Linked DNA regions of Mus musculus: regions 1 and 3 are each linked to region 2. The links are chromatin contacts, called in public HiCAR-type and HiChIP or PLAC-seq maps. All regions are on one chromosome and are shown on one strand. The core of a region is the stretch at or near the end of the contact, and the rest is flanking DNA. Distances in the headings are between cores, read along the strand shown. Region 1 holds the start of Ints13 (integrator complex subunit 13). Region 2 has its middle 7.5 kb from the start of Gm38926. Region 3 overlaps Itpr2 (inositol 1,4,5-triphosphate receptor 2).

Region 1 (2,700 bases), core at 127-2,626, 1.2 Mb after region 2:
ACCTGTAAAAGGATAAACAAACTAGTCAAAACGATGACACATAACATTTATCATAAATGATTTCTCACTTAAGTGTGTTTTCAAGATTTGATACGGATCCTAAGTTCTGAGAATTTTGTGCAAAAAAGGCCAAAGTAATGGTGCCAGTTCAAAGAATATGCCACATCATACCATGCAGTCTATCTACCAAATGAAGTTAGTTCATACTTCTTTTTTTCTTTTACAAAGCACTTAAAATAGAAGAAAACATCTGTGCACATTGTATTTGATTCTTATGCCTACAAATCACAGATCTAATTCCTCAAATGTATTTATGGTGATCCTTGTTAGGGGCTAAGGGAAATCAACAGGAAAAGACTGACAGCAAAAGTACAACCCAAAATAGACACACATCTCCTACGGTAACTGCATATTGCGTCTTTCTATGGCTTCAAACTCATCCTCTCCCTCCACTTGCAATACACTACAGTAATTCACCACGTAGACCACAACAAGCAGATGCTATCCCATGCTGGCGAAGAGAAAACACTTCTAAAACTTTTTCTTATAAACACAGAACATGTGGTGCACTGCCCTGCTTCGCTCCTAAAATTTTACAGACCAAAAAAAAAAAAATTTTTTTTTTAAACCTACATTCTAAAGCACCTGGGAAACAGCAAGTGTTCAAGGTAACAAACCACCTTAGGGTCCCGCTATTACCTCCTGCTGCTCTGGAACGCACCGCCCCTCCCCGCCAAAGTCCCTGTCTGCAAACCTTCTGCACACACCTGACTGCAAGGGGGGTGGGGGGCGGCGAACGAGGTGAGTGGATGGGGAAGACCTCGGCATCGAGGTTCGCTTACTTTCGTGCCTGGTCCTGCAGTGAATGAACGGAGGCTGAGAGAGAAGGCGGACGAGGGTGGGTGGGGAGTCGGCGCACAGTCGGTCTGGTACAACCCGCAGAAGACTGACTGCCCGGCTCATCTCCCAACACTCCGGCTGCTTAAACGCAGGGGCGCGCGCATGCGCGTGCAAGCACAAGAGCGCACTCGGACTCGCGCGTGCGCACGGCGCTCTCGCACAGCCCCGCCATCTTCCCTTCTCCTTAGAAGCCACCAGAGGCCGAACCGGAAGAGGGCGGAGCAAGTGAGGGGAAAAAAAAAGCCTTTAACATTTGTTCCCAATCAACCGTAGGGAAGAACGGTCAGGACGACCCGAGAGATCCCCCCACAAAGTACTAAGCCACGGCCGGGACAAGCCAGCCTCGGCTCTGGACAGGCAGAGCCTACCCACCCAACCTCCCCTCTCCGCCTCCAGTCCGGGCCGGTAGCCCCTCGGAAAACACGCGAGAGTGTGCGAGCGGCAGAGCAAAACCTTGAGAGGGGGGCGAGGAGAGAAGCCCCGCCCCCTCCCCGTTCTCCAATCAACGGCCAGCCGTTTACCGGGGGTGGGGCCTTCGGGAACCAGCAGAGGGAAGTCTCGCGAGGCTTGTCGCTCAGCGGCTGCGGGTCGCGGAGGTTCTGGTCCGCCCGGGATGGGGCCGAGACGAGTGGGTTTCCCGTACGTCCCGCCGCTGTGTGAGCAGGACTGTGCGTCCGCTCGCTGAGCAGGCGCAGCGAGGGCGCGGAGACCACTCCGTGGGCACTCCACCTCGCGGGTGGTCGTCGCCCCAGGGGGACTGAAGCGCAGTGGAATAACTACACGCGTGGGCGAGCCTCTGAGCCGGGCTTCCTCTCTCCGTGCTCTCCCTGAGGTCCTGCCGGGAACTGAGGTACGGAAAGTTCCCTGAAAACCCTGGGCCTGCACGCCGCGGGACACCCCTTCCGGGTTCCCCTTCCTGCCACTCGGGAGCTCCGTGGGCGGTGGCCTGAGGGACTTGTCACTGTTGAGTTTACCTCAGCACACTTGACCGCGTTTGCGCCTGGGACTTAGCCACGGTCCTGAGGGAGCTGCTGGGATCGTTTGAGTCCCTCAGCGGCCTTCCAAATTCGGTTTCAAGTTGAAAAACTGGTTTTCTCCAGACAAATGTTTCAGAAGCTCCAAGTGTGTGCATTCCACCATTTTCAAGAACAGTGCAGTTCTCTGCTTTCAGAGTGATGTGTGTGGACAGGATGCTTATTGGTGTGTGTGGTCTGCACGCATTCTTTCTTTATCCCATTCTAAGGTTTTCTTTGAAAGACACATGCTTTTTATATTGCTACCAGCATCTGTGTCTGCTCCTCAAGAGTGAGGACTCTCTTTTCTTCCCGTCCTCCTTTCCAGAACACGGACCTCAGAACTGCCTACGTTCTGTATTCCACTCACACTGCACCAGGTTTTTTTGCTTCTTTCACTGTGACTGTTACAGTTGCCCTTCCTCCACCCCAAACCGGTGTCCCCGCCTCAGCCTTCCATACTTACTGTGACATGTATTCGCCTGAAACTTTTTCAAGTTCTAATTTAAGCATATCGATTCATCAGGGTTTTTTACCATCCTATCTCATCATATTTTACCTTTTCAGTGTCATCTTATTGCCACCCCTAATTCCTTTCCAAACACTGTGCCATGTGAGTCCATATAGTCTGCTAGAATGCTTGCTTTTCCTTCTGTCTTATCATCTATCAAAACCCAATTCATAGATGATTCTTTTTAGACTCCCTCCGGTGACATTGACAGTACAATGAACTCGGATAGCTCTTGACATAGTTTTGCAGTATTCATTAGGATGTATTATTTGTTCA
Region 2 (2,700 bases), core at 27-2,526:
CAACAACAACAAAAACCAAACAGACAGACAGTCAAACAAACAAAAAAACAAGAAGGGACCAGGCACACCCCAGACCCTTTGGTGGGTAACAACCCAATCTTGGCTTACTGAGAACTGTATTTGTGGAGGTAGCTGAGAAGCCTTTGTGTCCTGCATACTAGTGAGGGTCTCCCCATTCGCCATCTGTTCGTTAGGTTAGGGTGGTAATCATAGCACTTTAGGTTAGCTCCTTTCTACAAACCCATCTAACAGCCTGATTGTCCTTAAACGAATCTGAGGTCTGTGTCATTATACACTCAGGTGAACAGGCACCCAGGCATACTAAACTTGGTCAGTGTCTCCCTAGGGCAGCACCCAGTGCCTGAGCTCACCGTCAAGACCAAATTCTGCTATAAGATAGAGGTATAGGGGAGGAGGAGAGAGGAAGCCAGCCAGCTTTGCAGACACCGGGTCCTATTCAGGGCTCCTCCGTCCTCTGATGTCATGCGCTTCCTGCTTTCGCACTGCAGAGTCTGGCGATCAGTCGACTGAAACGGGATGATCACCGCCACTATCTTGCATCTTATTTTCCATGATCACACTGTCACCTAGCCAACTGCCCCGCCCCCTAATCCCACGACTCTTGGCTTTCCAGCTCGTATTGTCTTCCCCTCCCCCCCCCTCCAGGAAGACGGCTTCCAAGCAGCAAGTACCAGGAAACCCCACTACTGGTGGTGACTCCGACTGAGGCTTGGGGTGGGGTCGGAGTGAATCTTCTGCTCTTGCTTGAGAGTCCAAATCCCTAGCTTAAAAAATGATTTAAAGTATATAATATACATATATATGTGTAAATTCGTATGTATAGTCAAGCTGGGCGCGATGGTGCACGACTGCAACATCGGTCTGCAAACTCAGACTTGAGGCAGGAGTTTCGCTGAGAGTTCGTGGACAGACCAGCTTGTGTTATACAGTGGTCTACAGTTCAGCTTAGGTTAGAGTTAGATTCTGTCCAAAGAGCTAAAAAAAAGAGAAAGGAAGGAAGGAAGAAAAGGGAAAGGAAGAAACATTAATTGTTCAAGTGACAGAGCTCTCCCTCTGTCCAGGAGCCCAGGCAAGGACCATTAGGAGCGGGGCGAGACCATTGCACTCTGCACTCTCCGTCCGGGCCCAGCCCCCTCCCCCCCTCGACACCCGCCACCGCGCAGCTCCGCGCCGCCGCCCAGCGAGCGGGAGACTCCCCAGGGCTCTTTAAATACGAGCTATAAATACCACCGGGCTCTGAGAGCACGTCACCGCCCCGCCGGCTTCCGATTGGCCGCTCTGGGTATCTCATTTGCATAGGGGCTGACACAACCGTGCCGCGACCTGGACGGGAGCGCGCCTGCCCCTCCCCGGCAAGACAGTGGGCGGAGTCGCCGGACCTGCCGACCGCCAGGTCTGAAGTAGGGCGGGGTGGGTTGGCATGTGTCCGTCATCCCTGCCTCGCAGAGGCTGAGACAGGAGGATTGCCTTGAGTTCCAGGCTGGCCTGGGCTATGTAAAAATGTGGAGAGAAAACTATACATATATACATATATATGAATATATATACACACATACACATATGTATGTGTGTGTGTATACACACACACATATATATACATATACATACATACACATATATACACATGCATATATTTTTAATGAAATAAAATGGGGCAGGTGGTGGTCCAGTAGGACGTCCTTCGCCTTCAGGGAACATCAGCTCTGCCCGCCGATTGACACTGGATCTTTTTGCTTTCTACGAAAAGTTTTCAAGGAGACCCGGGAGCAGATGCTGCGGGTGGCTCCTAGCGGCTAAATTTAAACCACGTGAGAGCTGACCCGCCACGGTTCTGTGAGATGACTGGCCACTCCGATGCTCAAAACAGACTGCGTGCTGTGGTCGCTGTAAGACGCAGCGAGCTGGAGAAGAAAGCCAGCAGGGCTCGGAGATGCAGGACTTACGATGTCTCCCGGTTTAGAACCAAATTTAAACTGCATCCGGGTGCGGTGGAGCTGAGGCAGGAGGATTGAAAGCCACGTAGTGAGATCCTATTTGCAAACAAACACCCAAGCCGAATTTAAAAAGCAAAAAACAGTGTCTCCCTCCAGCCGGGGGTTAAAAAGCCAGGTCCTGAAAGCAGGCGCGGCACATCCAGGAGGGTCTGTCAGGTTGTGCGAAGTAGTCAGACAAAAAGCACAAGCCACAAACATCTTACTAAATTATATTAATCGACGTTCTCCCGTGACATCTGTGTAGTCCTAAATAACCCAGAGCTCATTCAGCGACTTCATGTAACAGTGAAGACAATGCCTCAAAGCGGACTGCTTCGTAGTTTGCAGTTTTTTTTTTTTTTTCCTAAGAGAGAGAGACAGAGACAGAGAGACAAGTAAGCGCTTTGGATTCTAGCAAAAGAGCTCCCTCTGCTGGCAAATGCTTCACCATCACAGATACCCATAGACAAAGATGGGGCAGGCTGGTATCAGGACTCTCAGGGCGAGCTGCCAGAGCTTCAGGATGCTGTTAGGTGAAATCACAGATGCCATTTTTTTGGTTACTCTCAAGTAAATGAAATCATACAATTGTGAATGTTGCTTTATGTTTTTAACCCACACATGCCAATAAAAGCCATTTTTAAAAACCTTATAACTAACCCTGATTAAATTAAAGCAAGAGACAGATGTGTTGTGCAAACATCAT
Region 3 (2,700 bases), core at 121-2,620, 1.1 Mb after region 2:
ATTTAGATTTTTAAATGCTATTAGATTACCTTTCATTACTGTGACCAAAGGCGGTTCAAGTGAATAAATGATTCTAATAAATTTTTCAGAACTCCTTTCATTTTAATTATTTATATGAATAAAATAAGCTACGTTAGCATGTTCACCTTAGACTCAGAACATTTTTCGAGCATTTCCTTCACTCATGGTCTCTTCTACTGTGAAACTTGTATCAATATTACACTTTTCATTCCTTACTTGTTGGGGAAACTATTCAAAGAAACATCTGCTCAGCCTAACTTTTTACTCATTTGTTTATTTATTTTTTTATTTTGTATTTCTTTTTACCTCGGAACCAGGCAGTCGGCTCTCTGCAGAGTTGTGGCATCAAGTTCAAAAAGGGACGCGATGTCATTTCCGTGTGGGACTGAAACCAGGGTGTACATGATCTTCTCCCCTGCCTGGCGTTTTTTCTTTGGTGTTGGAATCTCCCCGTCTTTCTGTGGAAGAGGTCCAAGGTTATTCACATTTAGTGTTAACTGCTCCAGCTAATAGGGACATAAGGTGTGAGCTTGCTCACCGTTCCTTCACTGGGTTACAGGAGTGTCTATCCTGAATCACCCTTCAGAAGACCAGGGCTCACAGCCTTTGTAATGATTATGGGCAGTTGTACAGCCTATGTTCCCGGGAGGGGTAGTCTAATCTGAGCATGCCCTTGGGCACAGCAGTTATGGCTCCTTCTCTGGTGGCTGTATACCAATTTACAACATAAGGATTTGATCCTCCACATTTAAGTCACCAGAACTCTCTAAATGCCACGGACTCAAGAAGACATACAAATGACCAGTGACTATAGGAAAACATGCTCAGTTATGTGTGTGTGGGGGGGGGGAGGTAAATCAAAACCACAGCAAAGCAGACAGCCTCCCAGGCTAGGGACATGATGACCTAAGTCCAGAGATAAATGGCCAAAGGTCAGAGCAAGGGAACCCTTGTATCCTGTGGGTGGGATGTAAAGTATTGTGAAAACACATGGCCTGGGGATTCTTCCTGTGGGCATGATGATGTGAGAAAGATGCAGGGTCACGTTCAAGTGCACAAATGCAATCCCCACCTCACAAAGAGACCTGCACCCCAGGCTGGCTGAAGACTAGTCAAAAAGCCATTCATGGAAAAGCCAAAGGCAGACAGACAGACGGACGGATGGACAAACTACAGACAATAGGAAGGAAGGAAAGGAGGAAGGGAGGAAGAAAGTGAGTTAAAGGATGTAGATTCATTGGCCCACAAAAAGAACGTGCAGTTTCAGTCAACTGTGAATGGCAGAGCAGCAGCTTTCTCTGGAGGCTCCAGACTGTGAAACCACAGCACTGACTGCCAGTAACAGAGGCAGGAAGGTTGGGGGGGGGGGCAGGGGATGGAGGGGCACGTGACCCTCTTGTAAAGAACCAAAGGAAGAACTTGTGCAACATAAAACACTTCCCTCCCTTTCTCCTTCCTTCCTTCTTTTTAGACAGGGTCTCCCTAAGCAGCCCAGGCTGGCCTCAGACTCACAGCAGCCTTCCTGCTTCAGCCTGCCAAATCTGGAGTTAAGACCATGAGCAGCCGCTCCCAACTGGAGTTCCCTCTCAAAGACAGAGGCTGCCATAAGCTCTGATGTTAAAGACAGCACTGATTATGGTGAAGAAGGTGGCAGAAGGAGACTAAGTCAGAGTGGGGGGGGGGGGTCCCAATACTTGAGACGCAGAAGCAGGGGGATCTCTGTGAGTTCTAGGCCAACCTGGTAGCCTCTCCTCCAAAATGAATTCCAGAACAGAAGAGTTTTACAGAGAAACCCTGTCTCAAGGGAAAGGAGTGTGGGGCAGGGATAGGAAGTTTGTTTTCAGTTACATCCTTAGGGACATAAAAACTTTCAGAGAATCGAGCATACTCAAGCTGGGGCAACAAGCTGTTAGCAGAGCTTGTGGATTCTACAAGTCTATTGACACCAAGAGAATCACAGATACGTCGAGCACTGTTCCTTTAGAGGAGGTGACCAAGAATGTAAGAGCACAGAGCTGAAAAGCCAGCTCCTAAACGATCTTCCTGGACACTAGGCAGTGAGATCCAGCAATATCTCAGTCCACTTGCTGCTGTTGCAACCGAGCCCCACAGACCTGGTAATTTCTTAGGTCTCGATTCTGGAAGCAGGGGGCTAAGCACACGGAGGTGTCAGCTCTGAGGGCCTTGGTGCTACATTGTGACATGGAGACTACCACCCCATGAGCCAGAACCACCAAGCCCCAGCCTGGTTCTGCAACAAGCCACGCTAACACACTAGCCCAGGAATCCGGGAGTGAGGTCTCTCCATCACTGACTCCTCATGCCCACTTCTCCCAGAGAGCCCCACCCCACTGTGACATTGACGATCAAGTTTCCAACACAGGCAGGACATTCAAAGGACAGTAGGCCATAAGGGGCTTATGTAGACAGGAGATGCTATAATCAAAATACTACTGAGCTCAGGGAGACCAGCTTTTCTGAGTTACACAAAAGGAGAGCCAGATTGCAACAGTCTGGTGTAGAAAAGAAGTTGCAGTGTTCTTGGAAAAGTACTGTATCACTAAAAGGAATGCATTGTGTCACAGTTTGCTGACTGAGCTCTCCTCCACTTAGTATAACCCAGCTTTTGATGCCCATACTCTTTGGGGGAAAATGTGCTAAACGGATGCAGCTATTTAG

What was found. HiCAR-type assays count read pairs that join an accessible place to other places. HiChIP or PLAC-seq counts read pairs in DNA pulled down with a chosen protein or histone mark.
Region 1: a HiCAR-type map of astrocytes shows a contact between it and region 2, with 5 times the contacts expected there. The contact joins the promoter of Ints13 here to the enhancer-like site in region 2. A contact is called at or near these places in 1 of 39 promoter capture datasets (neural stem cells), 4 of 484 Hi-C or Micro-C datasets (B cells, embryonic stem cells, nephron progenitors and 1 more), 1 of 115 datasets of contacts at active chromatin or transcription factors (astrocytes) and 2 of 9 other capture datasets (adipose tissue and liver).
Region 3: an H3K27ac HiChIP or PLAC-seq map of stem cell-derived neural progenitor cells shows a contact between it and region 2, with 10 times the contacts expected there. The contact joins two enhancer-like sites. A contact is called at or near these places in 4 of 115 datasets of contacts at active chromatin or transcription factors (embryonic forebrain, forebrain, large pre-B cells and 1 more).

Annotation. Positions count from the first base shown.
Region 1 is chr6:146,576,459-146,579,158 of GRCm38.p6, forward strand. Ints13 (integrator complex subunit 13) reads right to left here and starts at 1,377. Exons shown (of 18, transcript NM_138757.2): 1 at 843-1,377; 2 at 1-2. It overlaps Fgfr1op2 (FGFR1 oncogene partner 2), which reads left to right and starts at 1,453. Exons shown (of 7, transcript NM_026218.2): 1 at 1,453-1,750.
Region 2 is chr6:145,339,580-145,342,279 of GRCm38.p6, forward strand. No RefSeq gene overlaps it. Among named protein-coding and RNA genes, the nearest start is that of Gm38926, 7.5 kb to the right of the region's middle. Within about 2 kb of position 1,277, at least 422 of the 459 cell types and tissues checked have an H3K27ac peak or open chromatin away from gene starts, as enhancers often do. A contact at or near this core is called in B cells, adipose tissue, astrocytes and 4 more, where this site is marked.
Region 3 is chr6:146,396,586-146,399,285 of GRCm38.p6, forward strand. It overlaps Itpr2 (inositol 1,4,5-triphosphate receptor 2), which reads right to left. Exons shown (of 57, transcript NM_019923.4): 11 at 328-479. Among named protein-coding and RNA genes, the nearest start is that of Itpr2, 100 kb to the right of the region's middle. Within about 2 kb of position 1,371, at least 35 of the 459 cell types and tissues checked have an H3K27ac peak or open chromatin away from gene starts, as enhancers often do.